Regions from separate parts of the Triticum aestivum genome. Here region 2 is linked to region 1. Evidence: chromatin contacts called from public HiCAR-type data. All regions are on one chromosome and are shown on one strand. Each heading gives the region's core, a stretch centred on a gene start, on an enhancer-like site or on the middle of the called end of the contact. The rest is flanking DNA. Distances are from core to core; before and after follow the strand shown. Region 1 holds the start of LOC123073520 (transcription factor bHLH162). Region 2 holds the start of LOC123073528.

Region 1 (2,700 bases), core at 61-2,560:
CCGTCAGCCTTGCTCCCGTCACCGTGGTGACGCATGCATGTGATCGATGAGCTGAGCTCTCCTTGGTCGTTTCTTTTTCTTCCGTCAACAAATAATCAATCCAGAGGAGCAGACATGCTAGTCTTGCTTTGCTCGCACTCACTGAATTAATGCGGCCAACATGGAGATGGAGCTTAGTTGCATGTCCATTCAGCACGGCCCAGCCCATCATTACTCACCACTGGTAAACAACAACAGCACAGCGGCAACAGCTTAGATCAGTGTCTCACATTTTATTTTTATTATGTTTTCCTCTCCTTCCTCTCTTGCTCCGCCACTTGTGCCGTCCCCCTTGTCTCATTGTTGCCCAAGTCGGTGACACGCTGCGTCGAGGATGGGGAGGCGGTGATGCGGGCTCGGGATGGGGAGGCGTCGAGTGGCGATGATGCGGGAGGCGGGGTCGAGGAGGGGCGTAGAGGAACTGCGGTAGGCACCGGCATTGCAACGTCACCCGGGATGGCCAGATGGACGCCACCAACTAGAGCTGTTTGTTTTTGTTGCTCCAACCACCAAAAAACGTTCCGAGGACCTATATATGAAGGGGCCTTTGCTGCCAGACCTAGGAATTTGTCGGGCTGGGCTCTGATAAGCCCTATCCTGACGATCCGGGCCCAACCCTAGCCCGGCCACAAAAATGCACTATTATGTATTTTAAGACATTCCCTTAAAAATGTATTTTAAGACTTATTTTATATTTAAAAAGTATTGTTGCGGGGTATATATGTGCATAAATACATCATATAACTACATTTATTTTTAAAAACTATATTCGAGGACATTTCAAGCTTCCGGCCTGTCTATCGGGCTTTGGGTTCGAGCCATTAGGCCCATGCCAAGGCCAATTTGCTGTTGTTGCCCTTAGAACCACATTTTTTTGAATCTATGACAAGTGGGACCCAGCTACCACAAAGGAAACCTTGCCCAACCAAATATAATTCACCACAGATTTGGTGCGGTGGTACGTAAATTAAGTTTTGGTTGTGAATCAAAGTACCCGTCGATATTTCCTAAAAAAAAAAGATATTACCCGTGGATATTTCTTGGTGCTCCCTGTCTCGCAAGCATGTGTACTCACCAGTGCAAGTGTGCAACCACATATATTTCACAATATGTACATATATTTTAATACTCTAGAGTGTTCGTTTGCGGTGTCCACACATATATCTAGCTACTTAGGCATATTTTCCACATCCTGGCCTGCCCTTCCCTTATCCGCGGGCGCGCACACACAGCACCCATCTGTCCCGTCCGCCTCCCATTTAAGCCACACCACTCCAGTCCTCCTACTACCTATCATCCTTTGGAATTCTTCATCTCCTACCTCCATCTGGCTGCTCCATGAAAAACAAAACACTCACTACAGCTAGCTAGCAGCTGCCTTCTTGTATTCATAAACCCTCACTCCTCCTCCTCACCCATCTCCCCCTCCATCATTCTGGTTGCATTTCGACCATCGGTCGAGATGGAGATGCAGGCGAAGGCGGCTGGGGGTGGGAAGAGGAGCAGGACGAGCGGCGGCACGACGGCGGCGAGGGTAGTGGAGAGGAAAGAGGCAGAGAGGGAGAGGAGGCAGCACATGAAGGCGCTCTGCGCCAAGCTCACCTCCCTCATCCCAAAAGAATACTTCTCCAACCCTGTAAGACCACAAACAGTACTCCATATGCTGGACAATTGTTACCCTTTTAGCTGAATAATGGGACACTTTGTTAGCTTCTTCTCTGGCCCAGAAAAAGGAACAAGATGAACACGTTTAGTTATTCTGAAATCTTTCAGTCATGAGGGTTTGTTGTGTGTATATATGGACATTTATTTCACTCTAGCCAATTCAGTATCCAGTAGATCCTATAGTAATTACGTATAGTCCTTCTCATCACATGAAATATATCGTAATCAATTGAGTTCTATTTTGTAAACATTAATTCTTTTTCCCGTTGAGATGGACAACCAAAGCTAGCCGACTGGTACAATCATGCTATGGACCTCACGCCCAGGTGTACAAAATAGTAGTAATACTGAAACATAGAAATTTCTAATTCACCTCGATATATATTTCTGGCATACTCTGAATATACAGCCCAAAGTTCCCAGGAAATATCCAAGATAGTGTGATGTTTGAAATGCGTAATTTCTTTTGTTCCAAGCTTGCGAGAATCATTTTGTTCATCTCTCAAAAACTGAGCACGGAATTCGGATATCCACAAATATATAAGAGAATACATATAATGCTTTATTAATTCTGTGCCTCCATTGGACGTACGGGGTCTTATGCGGCTCTTCACACAAATATTTCTTACCTATTAATAATACTCGCCCCGTCCCATATTAATTGTCGGTGAAACAGCTGTATCTAGCATTGAAATACGCCGAGATACATCCATTTCAGCGACAACTAATATGGGACAGAGGGAAAGTAAACCTAAAGAAAAAGTATGAAGATAATCCACTGTTAGTTTTACAAGAGATGATTTGGTAATATTTTCAAACTCAGAAGATTATTATGTGTGGTCATGTGCATATTCAGGATGCATAGATCCAGGAAATATAGCTCTTCCATTATCACAATAAGAGACTTATCTTTGCAAAACAAATTAACATCCTTGATATATTTTATATTTTTTCTCGTATTTTTCTAACAATGTTGGAATTTAAATGTGTATATAG
Region 2 (2,700 bases), core at 100-2,599, 140 kb after region 1:
TACGGCCACCAGAAAGACGTGTGTGGGTTTTGTTTTCCAGGAGTAAACACTGTAGCTCTAGTGTTCCTATTCTTGGGCTCAGGGAGTAAATACGGTGGTTCCTATTTGGCGGATTTTTTTTTGACAGGAAATCTTTCATGCTAGCTATATTAACTTCAAATAATGCCTACATCGTCGGTTAAAAAATAGAGACAATACTAAGGAATGAATCCAACCACAAAGACGATGGTCTAACTTCAACGGGGTAGAGTACAGAGCTAGTGACGTCTTACGAAATGACGATGGTGGCGTACCACGCAAAGAAAAAAACGATGCTCCGTAGGATCGACTTTTTACAACATCGGCATTTTTAGCCTTGCTCCAAGGAGGATCTCACCTATCACTGCGTTAGAGATATTCTTTCCTACATTAACAACATTTACAGCCGGACGCCTCAAACTCGTCTCATACATCCCCGTCCGGTCATTGATGGGTCACATTTTTTGACCTAGACGGACGCCTCAAACGGGCCTCAAAGACCCGGGCTGACCGGTGCCCCTCATATCCAGCCCAAATATGGAGCGGATATGAGGGCGCCCGGGCACGCCCGCCATGTCGAACTGACGAAGGGTCCCAGCCGGAAACGCCCTCAAACCCGCGGTTCGAAGCTCGCCACCTTCGTCGGACCGGTGGCGCCATGTGGCGCAGCTCCGGCTGGCTGCGTAGTGCCTTACCCGCCTATTTAAGTCGACCGGCGGCATCGAAACCCTACCATTCATCCACATTTTCCTCCTCCTGTCTGCCGCCGCCGCAACTTTCCAGTCCACCCGTCCGCCTAGTAGCCATGCCTTCACGCCGCCGGGTAAGGAGCAAGCCATTTCTGATGCCAGAGGGCCGGCTCGAACTCCTCGAGAAGATTCGGGCTAGGCGCGAAGCCCGGATCGCCGCGGGGCTACCTCCGGATGCAATGGATCCGGAGGAGGAGGTGGAGGACGAAGATGACGTGGAAGAGGACGAGGACGACGACTTTGAGGAGGAGGGGGATGAGCCGAAGGAGGAGGATGTGGGGACGCTGGCGATGGGGATCTGCAGACGGAGCAGCAGGCCATCCTCGATTTCGTCCGGTCGGAGTCGGTTGCGGAGGCAAGACGCCGTCGCCGGCAGGAGATGGAGGCGCCGCAGACCGCGGAGGAGGTGGAGATGCTCACCAATATGGATGAGGTCGAGCGGGAGGAGGATGAGCTGGAGCCATCCTCCCCGCCCGTCCATGCGAGCCTATACCTTTTAGTCCGGACCTTGTTCCACTACCGTAGCATGTGTACGTACTGAAATCCACTACTGTAGCCACACATATACCTCGTATATATGTACACACATTTTTTTAGCACAATATATACCTGGCATATTTCCCATACCCCCATAGGCCTAGCATATATCCTCAGATCCCCTCCCGGCCGACCAGCCCTTACCACGCACTCGTTCTTCCTCCTCCATCACATCCTACCTAGCTGCCGCTATGAAGCTAGCAGCTGCCTTCACCTCGGTATTTTCTTCGCCATTACGTTCAAATTTCCATCTAGAGTATTAAGACCGTGGTTGCTGATCGATCACTCCCTGCTAAGCTAGATGGAGAGGAAGGCCAAGCCGGCGAGTGGCGGAGAGAGGACCAGGGCAAGCCGCGGCACGGCGGTACTGGTGGAGAAGAAGAGGTCGGAGAGGGAGAGGAGGCAGCGCATGAAGGCGCTCTGCGAGAAGCTCGCGTCCCTCATCCCAAAAGAACACTTCCCCCACGCTGTAAGAACTAATTGAGAACACGATTCTCTCTTCACTTGCTATTTTTTTCTCATTGCATATAACTGAACTGTGTGATAGCAAGCTAGTTGTTTCTCTGCAATTCTCCATGTTTATATCGTGATCTCATCCTGTCCAGAAAAATATGAGTTTATATATTCCGAAAATATATGTGCCGGATGGCAATTAACTGTGTTTGTTGGACATTTTCATTTTAGGTACTACTCTCTCCGTTTCTAAATATAGGTCATTTTAGATATTTCAATACGGACTACATACAGATATATATAGACATATTTCAATACGGACTACATACAGATGTATATAGCCTACATACAGATTAATCTGTAAAAAAAAACTTATATTTAGAAATGGAGGGAGTACTTTCAAAGCTCATGTCATCTCTGAGGTAAGGTTGGAAAGCCAGTAGTGCAAAGTACAAAGACACTGTGGACTAAAGAAAATCACCAATTGGTTTTACGCAAAGTTTTAAATAGTGGGTTATGGAAAATAGAGGCACGATCGTTAGCGCGCTGCTATATCACGCTGATTGATCCTAAACAGTTTAGCATAATACCCATCTAAATGATATAATGCAGAGGTAGCCCACTATTTAAAACTATAGTTTTACACGAGATGGTATGGATAATAAATTTTTGTTGGAATAAGCCACCGCGTGTGTTGTCGGGCTCGTCGGGCGCGTCGGGTGCGCGCGGAACAGGCGGGACACACTGGTGCCGTCGGGCTCGTCAGGTTCGTCGGGCGTGTCGGTGGCGCGCGGGACGGGCGGGACGTGTGGGACGCAGCAGCGTGGCGCGTGTGTGTAGTGTGTGCGCACGCGCTTGTGGCAGTAGCATGAGTGTGTACTGGTGGTAGTAGTCAGTCTGTTAGGTGTGGCCGGTGGAGTGGAGCTGTCCGCGTCGTGCGTCA

Evidence for each region. HiCAR-type assays count read pairs that join an accessible place to other places.
Region 2: a HiCAR-type map of leaf shows a contact between it and region 1, with 5 times the contacts expected there. The contact joins the promoter of LOC123073528 here to the promoter of LOC123073520 in region 1. A contact is called at or near these places in 1 of 5 Hi-C or Micro-C datasets (leaf) and 1 of 1 datasets of contacts at active chromatin or transcription factors (leaf).

What each region holds. Positions count from the first base shown.
Region 1 is chr3D:692,150-694,849 of IWGSC CS RefSeq v2.1, forward strand. LOC123073520 (transcription factor bHLH162) reads left to right here and starts at 1,311. Exons shown (of 5, transcript XM_044496617.1): 1 at 1,311-1,675. The coding sequence starts at 1,502.
Region 2 is chr3D:829,545-832,244 of IWGSC CS RefSeq v2.1, forward strand. LOC123073528 reads left to right here and starts at 1,350. Exons shown (of 3, transcript XM_044496623.1): 1 at 1,350-1,522; 2 at 1,606-1,773. The coding sequence starts at 1,496.